2 separate regions of the Sus scrofa genome follow, and region 2 is linked to region 1. A link is a contact called in public HiChIP or PLAC-seq data. All regions are on one chromosome and are shown on one strand. Each heading gives the region's core, a stretch centred on a gene start, on an enhancer-like site or on the middle of the called end of the contact. The rest is flanking DNA. Distances are from core to core; before and after follow the strand shown. Region 1 holds the start of PEX6 (peroxisomal biogenesis factor 6). Region 2 holds the start of KLC4 (kinesin light chain 4).

What was found. HiChIP or PLAC-seq counts read pairs in DNA pulled down with a chosen protein or histone mark.
Region 2: an H3K27ac HiChIP or PLAC-seq map of alveolar macrophages shows a contact between it and region 1. The contact joins the promoter of KLC4 here to the promoter of PEX6 in region 1. A contact is called at or near these places in 2 of 5 promoter capture datasets (fetal liver and liver), 7 of 47 Hi-C or Micro-C datasets (alveolar macrophages, blood, embryonic fibroblasts and 3 more) and 2 of 2 datasets of contacts at active chromatin or transcription factors (alveolar macrophages and skeletal muscle).

What each region holds. Positions count from the first base shown.
Region 1 is chr7:38,049,292-38,056,259 of Sscrofa11.1, forward strand. It overlaps PEX6 (peroxisomal biogenesis factor 6), which reads right to left and starts at 3,065. Exons shown (of 17, transcript NM_001110426.1): 1 at 2,122-3,065; 2 at 529-659. The coding sequence starts at 3,003. PPP2R5D (protein phosphatase 2 regulatory subunit B'delta) reads left to right here and starts at 6,298. Exons shown (of 16, transcript NM_001113451.1): 1 at 6,298-6,583. The coding sequence starts at 6,557.
Region 2 is chr7:38,116,098-38,123,065 of Sscrofa11.1, forward strand. It overlaps KLC4 (kinesin light chain 4), which reads left to right and starts at 4,577. Exons shown (of 16, transcript XM_001929222.4): 1 at 4,577-4,783; 2 at 6,408-6,689. The coding sequence starts at 6,432. It overlaps MRPL2 (mitochondrial ribosomal protein L2), which reads right to left and starts at 4,571. Exons shown (of 7, transcript NM_001185067.1): 1 at 4,356-4,571; 2 at 2,571-2,739; 3 at 1,604-1,745; 4 at 1,376-1,491; 5 at 1,191-1,301; 6 at 685-758; 7 at 75-326. The coding sequence starts at 4,451. The coding sequence ends at 114.

The sequences.
Region 1 (6,968 bases), core at 1,815-4,314:
GGGGCTACAGCTCCGATTTGACCCCTGGCCTGGGAACCTCCATATACTGCAGATGTAAAAATACCAAAATAAAAAAATAAAATACAAGCAGAGGCTCTATGGTACCTGACCCCAAGGCTGGGGGTAGGAGGAAAGCAATGAGGGTGAGATGCCATCCTCCTGAAAGGGGGAAGCAGCTAACCTGGGTGTCTGAAAATGCCGGTAAAGAACATGGTCGTAATTTGTATTAGTGCTGTAGTGAGGAGAGGACACGATTTCGATGTGTAATTCTTTGGCAAACGGAGGCCCGGGCAGCACTGAGCAGCTTCCTTTGTTTTCAGGGGTGCTAGAACCCTCCAGGTACCTCTGTTAGAGAAATAACCACCACTTTATAACCTCCTTCCAAGTAGTCAAGCTCTGCCCAGCCTCTTAGCAACAGTATTTTACTTTCATCCTTTATACTTCCCGTAACCACAGGGCTTGTGGGAGAGGGGACCTACAGCAGAAGAGCCGAACACCTTTATCTTCTTTAGAAAACAGAAACCTCACCTTCTAATGAGCACCAGGAAGATTTCTGACTCCAGCTCCAAAACGTTCACCAGCAAAGATAACCAATCTGCGATGCCTTTATGCTGGCCCAGGGCCAGTGAAATGGTAAAGACTTTTAATTCCCACAAGTCCTTTGAGTGACATCAGGCAGCCACTGGGAATATTAATTGGACATGAGTGGGGACACTCTGAATCCAAGCTGTACTTAGCAGATCTGATCTGACTGAAGCTGAAAGGGTTGGGGCAGCTGAATGAGCGCCAGTGTGAGGTGCTCCAGTAGTCTTCCTCCATTCTGAGGGAAACCCGCACCTGCACTCACGCACACCTTCTATCTCTTCTTGACATTCCGTAGCACTAACTGCCTGGTCCGGCACTTCCGAACATAACTTTCTACAGTGATAGAAATGTTCTATAGTTACATGTGGTTATGGAGCACTTGATATGTGACTAAAATAACTGAAGAACTGAATTGGGGGGGGGCATGCTGATAGCATGTGGAAGTTCCTGGGCCAGGGATTGAACCCGTGCTGCAGCAGTGACCCAAGCCACTGCAGTGACAATGCCAGATCCTTAACCCACTGTGCCACAAGAGAACTCCAGAACTGAATTTTTAACTTTATTTAGTTTCAACCGATTTAAAGAACCACCAAGTGGCTAGTGGCTTCCCTACTGGACTGTGCAGGACTAAACCATAATCTAGGTGCTTAATGACACATCAGACAGTTCCTACTGTGGTGTGGTGGATTAAGAATCCAACTGCAGTGGCTCAGGTCGCTGCAGAGGCATGAGTTCAGGGATCTGGTGTTGCTACAGCTGCAGCTCAGATTCAGTCCCTGGCCTTCGAAATTCAATATGCCTAAAAAGACACACACACACCCCCAAAAAACAAAAAACCATTAGATTATATTTGTCCCCCTCAACACAACCATCTTCTTAAAAGTAAGCTCCTTAAAGGCAGAAAGCAAAAACTTCTCTTGGATATATTTCATAAAATATTAAAGTGAAATACTAAGCACTAAAGATAATAAAGGGCCCTTTCCTTCAAGGAATTTACAATATAAAATTGAGGACTAGACAGATTACATGATTATAAGAAGACAATAAAATAAATGCTCCCTGAAAGGTACAAAATGAAGAGGTAATGTTAAATTTGTTGTGGTGAGAGTATACGAGGCTTTGAGAAGGAGGTGGCATCTTTAGATGGGCCTTGAAGGAAAGGAAGGTAGGCTCTTAACAGAGGAGGCCAGAAGGCCAGGAAGGAACTTGAAGTCAAGGATAAGCACTGAGGTAGCATCCTCCACACTGCCCAGCACAATACTGGACACGCAGCAGCAAATGGACAAAAAAACTGATTCGATCTGTAATTTGACTGTGACTCTCACCTTTCACAGGAATAGTGAAGGCTCTTCCCATACACCACCAACATAATTGTAGAGAATGGATACATAAGCCTAGGAGGCATTAAGCAGAAAGTCCAAGATCTAGGGAGTAAGGAACCCAAATTCTATAGCTCTGGTCTTCCAGTTCAGCTAAAGACAAAGAAGGGGGGGATAAAGAAGAGAACGCATTCCTGACTTCAGTCCTGTATCCTACCTGAATTTTGAGCTCTCCCACTTCCAGGGGATCACAGCCGAGATTAAAAGCCAGAGTGGCAGGCACAAGGGCCAGTCCGTCAGCGAGGGGCTCTCCCAGCTGCCCAGAAACAGGTCCCAGTCTTTCAGAGAGGTCCCATCGAGGCTCTAGGACCTGCACCGTGGCCAGGTGTGGCTGGGAAGTGATCGATGACTCTCCGACCCGGGTCACCCATACCCATTCGCCTTGGAAAAGGCCGAGGCTACGGAGACAACTCCTGCTCACCCCCAGCGAGTTCCCAGTCCCTCCCAGAACTCCCCGGAGTCGCCGGACCGTGCCAGAAGCCGCGAAGGAGGACACCAAGGGTGGCGGTGGGGGCCGGCTGCTGTCCTCAGTCTCTGGACCCAGTTTGGCCCGCCCACGGAGCTCAGTCACAGCTAGCCGCGTTCCTGGGCCCAGCAGCCCTTGCAACGCCGGCCGCGTCTCCAGCACCCGCGGTCCCGGCACTGGCAGAGCCTCTCCGCGCCTCACCAGCAACGGCCCGACTCTCGGTCCGAGCCCAGTCCCTGACGAGGTGCCAAGCAGCGCCCAGCCCAGCGCTGGGGGCCGCCGCACCGGCCGCGCCCGCACCCAGGCCCCGGAGCCCAGGGCCAGGAGCTGCAGCAGAGCGCGGCTAACTAGCAGCTGCGGGGGGCCCGGCCCCTGCTCTTCGGTGCCTGTGCCTGGCCCCTCCAGGGCCGCCACGAGCAGCGCGGGCCCTGCCGGGCTCTCCCCTGCAGGCCGCAGCGCCAGCACCAGACCCAGCCCCGCCGCAGGCCAGGGGCCCTCGGGTGGCAGCAGCACCGCCAACGGGGGTGCCTCGGTCGGGAAGGGCTCCAGCACCCGCAGGACTGCCAGTGCCATGGTGACAAGAGACCAAAGAGCTCCACGGCGGAGCGCAGCTTCCGTAACCGGGAAGCCGGACGCCGGGGCAGCTCACACGCCGCTTCCGCTTCCGTCAGGGGAGGCGCGAGGGAAGTGGGCGAGGCGTAGGGCGCTAGAGCTGCTCAGAGAGGGTGGTGCCTTGGGCTGGTCTGGCTGATGTCTTGATGGCAGTAGCACAGTAATTGTGGTCGGGTAGTCTACGCACGCACCCTTTGAGGTGTGTTTACAGGGATTTACCTTCCACGCCTGCTTGGGGAGTAACGTCCTGTCAATTACCCTGCCGCAGAGCATGTACTTAGCAGTTTATTGATTGATCAATGAAAGGTCAGCATGCCCTGGACTAAACTCCTGCCCGCGTCTGGGAGCTGTAGGTAGAGTGTTTAGGCAGGAGTTCACTCTGTGGCACTGTTGGCACTGAGGTTTGGGGGTTGTGGGGAAGGTTGCAGGAGGGAGCAGTCAGATTATAAAACTGTCTTGGATGTGCTCATGGATATGGAGTGGCTGCTGGCTGAATTACTGCATATGATTCATGTAGCCCTGGAGTGCTTGGTGCTGCCACACCTGTTCCAACACATCCTACACAAAACCCACGTTCCAGTGTTTCTTGTCCTGTTTGTTCTATTCCCATCAAACCTGAGGCAAAGACAAAGGAGCTTTACTTTTTCATCTTTCCAAAACCAGTTGCTCGCCCCCCCCACCAATCCTACCTGACTAGAGATCCATTAGAGACGGGTGGGCAGCAGAGGAGGCAGAAGAGAGGGGTTCAAGGCTTCAGTCATGAGTACTAACCCAACATCTGTGCTGTTACTTAGAATCCATCCTTGGCTCCACCTCCACTGCTCCGTATAAGTGTCCTGTGCACTTGGACACTGACTGGCCATACTTCCAGTTAGTAACAACATACTTGCATTTAGAATGATTGGGTTGGTTGGTGGCAATGTACTTTCTGGACCTTGCATTTTGCATTCTCTACCAGCTACTACCCAACTTTCTCCTTTCCTGCATTTTTTTTTTCTTTTCTTTTTAGGGCCACACACATAGCAGCATATGGAAGTTCTAAGGCTAGGGGTCAAATCGGAGCTCTAGCTGCTGACCTATGCCACAGCAACGTGGGATCTGAGCCACATCTGTGGCCTATACCACAGCTCATGGCAATGCCGGATCCCTGACCCACTGAGCGAGGCCAGAGATCAAACCTGCATCCTCATGGATACTAATTGGATTAGTTTCTGCTGCACCATAATGGGAACTCCTCCTTTCCTACATCTTTTTAAAATTTTTTTGTCTTTTTAGGGCCATACCCGCAGCACATGGAGATTCTCAGGCTAGGGGTCGAATCGGAGCTGTGGCCACCAGCCTACACCATGGCCTCAGCAACACCAGATCCAAGCCTTGTCTGCAACCTACACCACAGTTCACGGCAACACCAGATCCTTAACTCCCTGAGCAAGGCCAGGGATTGAACCCTCATCCTCAAGGATACTAGTCAGATTTGTTACCGCTGAGCCACAACAGGAACTCCATTCTTTCTTACATCTTGAAGCAGTCTTCTACCTTGTACATTCTGCATTGCTGAGAATTTTCTGAAAACCTGAAAGGGTGACTATTAGGTTTACATGTTATAAGATATTTTTATCCCTAGAGAGATAAGAAAATACTTTTTTAAGTGTTTGATTATAGTTCCTGGAGGTTACCTCTAGTCCTAAACCTGAAAATGCCTAGTTCCACATCTTCAAAACAGCATGCAAGAATGTACTAGGTATCTGAATTCACAAGGATAAAAGTTTCCATTTGGTAGTTCCTGCCACTTAGAGGGACCAAGGACTGGGAGGATTGGGGTGGGGGGAGTCCAAAGAGGATATGCCTGCTTTACATGGCAGCAGGAAAGCTCCAGGCCTTGGGGCTGTGGTGCTCCTTGAGACCTTAGGAGTGGGTAAATACATCTGGTGTCCTGCCTGGGTCAGCACCCATACAGACACAAATATCCACCCAAAAATAAACATCCTTTCCTCCCAAGCTTTTCCCCTAGCAAATAATGGTTAGCATGCCATCCACTCTTTATTACCTTGCAATTGTCATTAGTCACTGAAAGCCAAATATTACTCCCATACAGAAGATAGTCAGAAGCCTAGATGTGTTGTTTTTACTTCCATCTCCTGTTCAGTCTTCAACCCCCTATAACCTTCTGCTCTTCTGAAATTTTCCTGCGGAGATCGCCTATAACCTTTTAATGGCGGGTTGATGCCATTTGATCTTGATCTTACTCAAACTTTCTTTGGAATCTGACACTATTGACCAAGCCTCTTACACTTCCTTTGCTATTATGACACCAGTTTTCCTCCTACATCTCTGATGGCTTCCAGAAGTCATCCTCAATGCCTCCCTTTCCCATACGGTCCTCCCCACAATCCAATGAATCACTAAATCCTGTTGATACTACACATTTCCCAATTCTGTTCTTCCTTCTCCAAGCCAATGGCCACCACCTTATAACACTGTTCTCCTGAGCAAGGACCACAGGCTTGAACTTTCTCCAGTTTCTTCACTTAGCCAATCTGCTACTGGAGCTGACTTTCTAAAACATATTCCTCCAGCTACCTTTAGGTTTGTATGATTTTTAACATTTTATTTTAATCATCTGTGTATACACCACTGTCAGCTGCACCAGACTGAATTCCTTGAGGGCAGGAACTGATCTTATCTATTAGGACACTGGCTTCGGCAGGGTGGGAAGTGAGGGATGTGTTTCCCCACTCAACAGTGAAGTAGCACTTCCACTGCGTTCCCACGTGCTCAGGTCTAGCAGGTCCCACAACCTCAGGACATATGCAGTAGGAACCGGGATCCTCTTTCCAAAGTTGAAACAAACCCAGGATTCTCATCTTATTTCACCTCGGTCCCGGCCTTCCAGGCTTTCCCTTTGATCCTCCTCAAGCCGTCTAGGAAACAGGAAACGGATGCCCACGAAAACTCCTGGGAGCTTTCTACAAATTTTGCATAGGCAATTAATGCTACGTTACTCAGATGAAAAAAGGTACCCTTCATTTTAGGGCTTCTTTCCCTCAATTCGGACCGGGCGGAGTAGCAGTGGGGAAAGAATAAGAACCACTTTAGAAGGGAACGAGTTGAGAAGAAGGGCCGAGGCTGACGCACAGGAGACGCCAGAGTGCGGCACTGGGTACTAAGCTTGGGCTTCCCCTGACCCCCGCCTCCCACGCTAAGCTCGACCCCCTTTAGGGCGGGACCTCCCACTTCAGCCAATTCTTGGAGCCGAACCCTGGCGGTTTGTACTCTTCCTTTCCAATGAGAAAAAAAAGGAAGCCGCTTGGCTCCAGCGACCAATCGGAGAAGGCGGCTCCTGGTTGTCAGGCAGGTTTGTAAGAGTTCGGGCCAATTGGAGGAGCAGACACCACTCGACCCGGGCGCAGCGCGCAGGCGGTGGCGAAGAGACGCCGAGCGGGCCGAGTGCGGCCGAGCAAAGCCCGAGCCGGAGCGGGGCCGCAGGAGCCGGGCAGGGTCCGGACGGGCCGAGATGCCCTATAAACTGAAAAAGGAGAAGGTGAGCCTGGCCCTTTCCCCCGCGCCTCCGCCTCGGGGCCTGCGCGGAGCTCTGGGAGGGGCCCGAGCCAGGCCCGGGACAGCCTCAGACTGACCCTCCCGTCCGGCCCCCGCAAGACTCCCGGGGCCAGCCCTCCGCCCCCGCTGCTGGTCGCACCCCCAGCTCGTGCCGCAGCTGGGAACGCTCCCTCCCCTTGTCCCGGATAGAGTCCCCCCACATGCACCTCCCTTCCTCTCCGCACGGACCCCCGGCCCAGGATAATCTCCTCCCTTCTGATCCTGCCCCACTCCCAGGTCAGTCCCCTGCTTTTTCTCCCTCATCTCCTCCCCATCCCCCCACGCATTTGCCGTTTGGGACAGCTCTTTATCTGAGACAGCACCTCCCT
Region 2 (6,968 bases), core at 3,327-5,826, 68 kb after region 1:
TGTCTGCTCTTGTCCCCGTCACCTCCCACTCCTGTCCGGTGTGTATGATCCTCCCTCCCCCCAAAACCAGAAACAGATACAAATAGGGGCCACTTTATTAGAGTCCAGGGATATTAGCTTTGGGCAGCAGCTGAGGGCAGCTTCACGTAACTCTTCATGGGGGGCAGCGGCCGAATCTTCCGGCCAGCCCAGCCCCCCTTACGCTGCCAGAGCCCACTGTTAGGCCTCTTTCCCAGCCAGCGGTTCCGCCCGGCCTTGCCGATGACCCGTTTGTTATGATCAACATTGGATACTCGGCCCACGGTTGCTATGCACGTTTCCAGCACCTGACAGAGAAAAGCAGAAGGAGGAGAATGAACCATGGGGAGAAAAAGCCTGACACTGCCCAGGGCATGGGCCCTCGGGAGGCTTCTTACACTCGGGGAGAGAAGGGAGCGGACAGGGGAAAAGCACAAGATAAGTGAACCTAAGAGCAGATCCCGCAGTAGTTAGGAACAAAAGTCGGTGTTTCCTACTCCATGAAGGTGGCAGCCTGACAAGGCACAACTAGTCACAGGACAGAAAGGACAGACTCAGCTCCAGGCAGTTCTAAACATGAAACACCTGGGAGCTATTCCGTACAGGAAAGGTACATTCCAGAAATTCCTCCTTTGCCGATCCCTTCCACCTGCACCCTACACACACCTGCATCTGCCTTTTCGAGGGCAGCTGGATGATGGCTGTCCCATTCACCTTCCGTAGCAGCACACCACAGGTCCCTGGGGAAGGGAGAAAAAGCTCTGCCATCCTCCACAGAGGAGGAGGTGGCAGGTTTTCAAGAGGACACACACCCTCCACACCACCCTTGCTTTGCCTTTTAGGAGTAGAAACACCGAAGTAGGATGCATGCAAGGTTTTAGGTCCAAACACAAGCACTTTTTCTTTTTTTTATGACTGCCCCTTCGGCACATGGACGTTCCCGGGCCAGGGCTGGAATCAGAGCTGCAGCTACAGCTCATGCCACAGCAACATCGGGTCCTTAATCCATTGAGCCGCAATGGGAATTCCCACAAACACCTCTTCGTCCTTGTTTTTCCTTCTTTTTCTCTGCCAGTGGACCAGATGTGGGCCCATGCGTTCAGAGAATTGTGCCCTCAGGTACCACTTGGACTTCCACACTCTAAAACCCTAAGCGGCTCCTCTCTTCATACCTGCAGCTCGGATATACTGGGCCCCCCGGCCTGGCTCACTCTCCACATTGTTGATGAGGGTCCCCACTGGCAAGGCTCCCAGAGGATGGGCATCCCCTTCCCGAGCAGCAACTGAAAGACAGAATTTCATCAGCACCAGAACCCTTGCAGCCTCCCAGACCACACATCTGGCCGCCAGCTCTCACCTGCCATTCGACCTATGTGGTCAGAGTTCAAGACTGTATCTCCGGCCTTCATGTTCTCTGTGGCAATGATCCAGCGTTTCCGGTTGCCCCCAGCAACCAGAGCTATGTCTGCTGACCTGTTCAGAGGGAGGGACAGGTAAGGAGACCATCCAAGCCACCTCACATCTTCTAAAGAGCCACAGAGCAGGCATTCAGCCACACCACCATCATTTTACATTCCAGACTTGCCTACAGGGATCATAGCGGACAGCAATGACCTTCTCCTCAAAGGGTCCTGGCTTGGATTCATGCTCCGGCCGGAACCTCAGAAAGTCAATCATGCGATAACGTTGCTTGTGGCCCCCACCAATACCATGCACTTGGATTTGGCCTGTCAGGACAGTGGAGGGACATGATCCAGGTCAGATGCATCTGTTCCCAACACTGGGAACAGAGTCATCCTAGGCAGAAAGCAATGCTTCCCAACATTATGACACAAGTAGAAAATTGGGGTAAGTGGGGGTGAACACCTACATGGAGCTCGGTAAAAACACAATTAGGATACTGAAATATAAAACTTCTGGGGGGTTCCCGTCGTGGCGCAGTGGTTAACGAATCCGACTAGGAACCTTGAGGGTGTGGGTTTGATCCCCACCCTTGCTCAGTGGGTTAAGGATCCGGCATTGCCGTGAGCTGTGGTGTAGGTTGCAGACGTGGCTCAGATCCCGAGTTGCTGTGGCTCTGGCGTAGGCTGGCGGCTACAGCTCTGATTGGACCCTAGCCTGGGAACCTCCATATGCCACGGGAGCGGCCTAAGAAATGGCAAAAAAGACAAAAAAACAAAAAAAAAAACACAAAACACTTCCAGATAAAAATATCTACAAATTACTGAATTCAGTAATTTTAACTAAGTTTACTAAGAGCCATGTTAACTTGGGTTCAATTTCTATTGTAACTTTTTGAGGGGTATGAAGAAAAATATCGTGCAACTTCCTGAGTATGGCTGGTTTTCAATTACCTAGATTATCTTTAGGCGCACAGACCACTTGTCTGTTGCTTTGATTTCAACCCTCTCATTCTTACACACCTACTACATGCAGAAGGAGTCCAATAATTGCTTTCTACTTACATTCCTCTGGCTGTATCAAAATATAGACCTAGGGTCCTACCATGTTTTCCCCCTTTACTGCTTAAATCTTCTTGCCCCTGCCCCCACCTGTGTGGTTTCGGCCCCCAGACTTCCTCATCTTCACTGGCATAACGGTATACTTGGTACGACTCTTCCACGACACAGACGTAGCACTAAGGGCCACAGAGGTAAGGATTGGGCGACAGGGAAGCGACATCAAGCCAGAGGGCAGCGTAAGGAGGACATTGTTCGTCACCTAGAGATAAACAGAATTCAATTTCACTTGCAAGCTAATTGAAGGTGGGTAGTTCCCATTGTGGCTCAGCGGTAATGAACCCGACTAATGGCCATGAGGATTTGGGTTTGATCCCTGGCCTCACTCAGTGGGTTAAGAATCTGTGATATATGGAGTTCCCATTGTGGCTCAGTGGTTAATGAATCCGACTAAGAACCATCAGGTTGCAGGTTCGATCCCTGGCCTCACCCAGTGGGTTAAGGATCCGGCATGCCCCTGAGCTGTGGTGTGGGTTGCAAATGCAGCTTGGATACCGCATTGTTGTGGCTCTGGTGTAGGCCAGCAGCTACAGCTCTGATTAGACCCCTAGCCTGGGAATCTCCATATGCTGCAGGTACAGCCCTAGAAAAGACAAAAAAAAAAAAGAATCTGTGGTATATAGGTTGCAGACATGGCTTGGATCCCTTGTGGCTAAGGCACAGGCTGGTGGCTGCAGCTCTGATTCGACTCCTAGCCTGGGAACCTCCATATGCTGTGGGTGTGGCCATAAAAAGTCAAAAGAAAGGAGAAGCCTCGGAGAACCAAGGGAGAGGGCACAAAGTTTAGCTTGTAGCTTCCTCCTGGAAATGTCCCAGAATAGGTGTCCAAAACTCCACCCTTCACAGCTTGCACAAATACCAGTGGGAAATCTTTATCTAGATATATGTGTGCTGATTACCTCTTCTCCCCTGATCCTCTCACCTCTGAAGTGTTTCTTCAATGGAGTGTTCTCCCTTTGGTGCATCTTCTTCCAAATTTGGCTCAAAACATTCCTTCTCCAAGAAACTTTTCTTTCCCTAAACAACTCACTTCTCCAGAGCTGATAACTTCTATATATTCATGTGCCACCATCAGCAATGCCCTGTGACCATTTTACTGCATTATGTTTCTGAGTTTTTCAGATGTGAATGGAGGGGAGAGACCATTTATGTTTTGTTCATTGCTGTAGTCCCAACATTTCACATTGTAGGTTGGTTTGGTTTTGAATTTTAAGTATCCATCTGCCAAACTCCACCATCAGTCTGAAAGGTCTAGAGAGGTAAGACAAACTTCTTTTCTGTAACTCACCAGTTGCCCAGCCCACTAGGAATCTTGTGATTTCTTCATATGTTAGGCCCCTAGTCTTGGTATCTTGCCCTGAATTTTCTAATTCTTTTAACTCATCCTTAATGGTTATAATAATATATAATAAGCCAGTCTGCCTAGCTCCAATAGTTGGTGTACGAGCTTGGATTACATATCAGTTTTCTCATGTGTAACACGGTAATGATAATAACTTATAAACTGGTTGAAAGGAATTCATTTATTTAAAAGTTTATTTGACTTGGCTTATGAGACACTCAATAAACGTAAGTTATTATTGAAAGCTGTACATTTGTCTGTGAGGCACTTCATCTTCAATATCTTGTCTGAGGAATCCAGCGACCCTATGAGATAGCAACGTTTACAGAGGAGAAAGCTGAGGCTGAGAGTTACTTATCCAAGGTCACGGGCCGGCGTGACTCCTAACCAGACTCGCACCCCCCCCCCCGCGTCTCCTGGTGCCCCATCTCCGGTTGCCAAATGGAAACAGCCTCACTCCCGGTAAGGTAGATTACCTGGACGGCCGGGAGCAGGTTTAGGCCGGGGGCGACAGCGATCCGGGGCGTCAGGCTCAGAGAGCTAAGAGCGCGGGTCAATACCCGCAGGGCCATGATTGGCCAGGCTCGGTTGGGTTCAGCACACCACCATCACCTTTAGCGAGGAACCCTGGCGCTACTGGATGACGCTAACTGGTCCAAGTGCCGTCGCTCCATCCTGACGTAAAAAGAAAAGAGGCGGGCGGAGAACCCGAGACCAAGTTGGACACACACCTCCTTTCCTCCCTGTGCCAGGTAGACCCAATCCCCCGGCGGCTCATAGGTCGCGTGACTGGGGAACAGGCCCCGCCCCTCAGAGCCGTCAAAACAATTGCCTTGAGCGGCAGCCATGATGGATTTAAAGGGGCAGTACCGGCAAGAGCTGTAGCCAGATCATCAGACTGCGGGTGAGTCTTTAAGGGTACTTTGGGGCAGAGAGTTGAGATCCTGCTACCTCTTTCTTGCACTCCCGGACAGATTAAGAAATGAGCCCTTCCGAGCAGTCTCAAACAACTCGAGTCGGATTCAAAAACTCCGCCCCCCGGGATTCTTCCCGCCCCCTCGGCGTCCAGACGGACGGACAGACGGTCCGCCCCGCCCCCTGCGCTACCAACTGACTCCTTGACCTCGGGATAATCCGGCCCCTGGTCCTCCTCGCCCGCGACGCGGACCTGGGTCATCACCCCGCACCTCCTCCCTTCTCTCCTGCCCATCGCACTCTCTCCCCACCCTGGGCCTCAGGGCAGGTCGACAGCCTGGGACACTTCACCGCATTCCCAGGCCGGGGAGACCAAGTCCTAGCGCCGAGATCCTCTGTGATCCCGCAGCCACTCAGCGGACCTGCCATTCTTCCCTGCATCATCGGGCACCTGGGAGGCACTCTACGCTGACTCTCAGAGCCTGTTAGTATGTTAGTACGTGATCATGATAGAGACAAAGCCATAGAGATGACTGGGCAAAGAGTGACCAGGTCTTCCTCCTCACCCGTTCCCAGACACGCCCCTTGCCTCAGGTCTCAGATCAGATCTCACTCTCTTCTTGGGAGAAAATAGCTCCCAGGCTTGGGGTGGGAGGTTGGCTTCTGGAAGGAGGAGGGACCTTGGTCGTCTTTGAAGACCTGTGGGCAGGGGAGGGAGGGTGTTTGTCCTGGGTGGGGCTCTATGCCAGGTCCTCGGGAGGCTGTGAAGTGGTGAGAGAAGGGGTGGGAACGCTGGACTTCTGGACTTTGGGCAGGGCAGATCCTTCTGAGTCCCTGGCTGCTTGAACAGAGTTTCTTCCGGGCTCCTGCCTGAACGCCACAACCAAGGGTTATATACAGGTAAGAAGACTTCAAAGATGAGAAACAAGGCCCTTTTGAGGAAGTAGTCAGACAGCCTGAGGCCTGAGGTTTCAGGCATGTGGGGAAAGAGGCAGGGCTGACCAGGTTTGCAGATGCTGGGCTTAGCTCTGTGGGCGACCCGCACCTCTAGGTGCCTCTCATCTGGGTCCTGTGATGAAGGCTCCTATTTTTTTTCTTTTCCTTCTCTTTCTTGATTTAAACATTGATTTGAAACCTATTTCTCCCCGCACTTTTTAAAAAATTCTGACTATTTTCAGCATATCTCCTGCCTGCTTTAACCTCGTTCCCTTTGCAGTGCTCTCAAACACCCTCTGTGCTCCCTAGAGGGCTGTCTCTCCTCTCCTGATTCCTTTTCTTAACCCCAAATCTGTCTCCAACTCCTTTTCCATTCTGTTCCTTAGCTCAGTCCCTCTGGTACTTCTCAGCACCTCTGTTCCTTCTATACTTTTTCTTCGTTCAAGTCAATTCCTCTCCTTCTCTATCTCCCCCAACCTTAGTTTTGTGTCTAGTGTCGCAGGCTGCCTCCTCACTGGTCACTTGTTCTCTCCAATTAAACCACAGGGTTCCCCCCCTCCATTTGCTCTTTTCCTTCACTTGGACTCCCCCCTCCACCACCCCTGCCAGCCTCTAACCAGGGCGCTCAGCCCTCGTTGTTATTTTGACTTCAGCTGAGCTCTGTTGTTTCTCTGTAGCCCAGACACGGTCCCCTGGCCAGGATGTCGGGCCTGGTGTTGGGACAGCGGGATGAGTCTGCAGGGCACCGGCTCAGCCAGGAGGAGATCCTGGGGAGCACCCGTCTGGTGAGCCAAGGGCTGGAGGCTCTACACAGTGAGCACCAGGCAGTGCTGCAAAGCCTCTCGCATACCATCGAGTGTCTGCAGCAGGGAGGCCATGAAGAAGGGCTGGTGCACGAGAAGGCCCGGCAGCTGCGCCGATCCATGGAAAACATCGAGCTGGGGCTGAGTGAGGCCCAGGTGAGGGGGAGGAGGTGGTGCCAAGTGGCCCCAGGTAGATGGAGAAGAATTGTCTGATGGAGTTTTGGGTTCATTTGGGATCCCTTTTCCTAGATGCTTGAATTCATTCACCCAGTTAATAAGTATTAAGCCTCCACCATGTGCCAGGCACTAATCTTCTGGATGCTCGGGAGAGTGATCACTCAACACAACGGCCATAAAGCTTTGCCATCTTGGAGCTTAGAGTCTAGCTGGGGGAAGCAGGTGATACACAAATAAATAAGTGATTCAGTGTGCCAG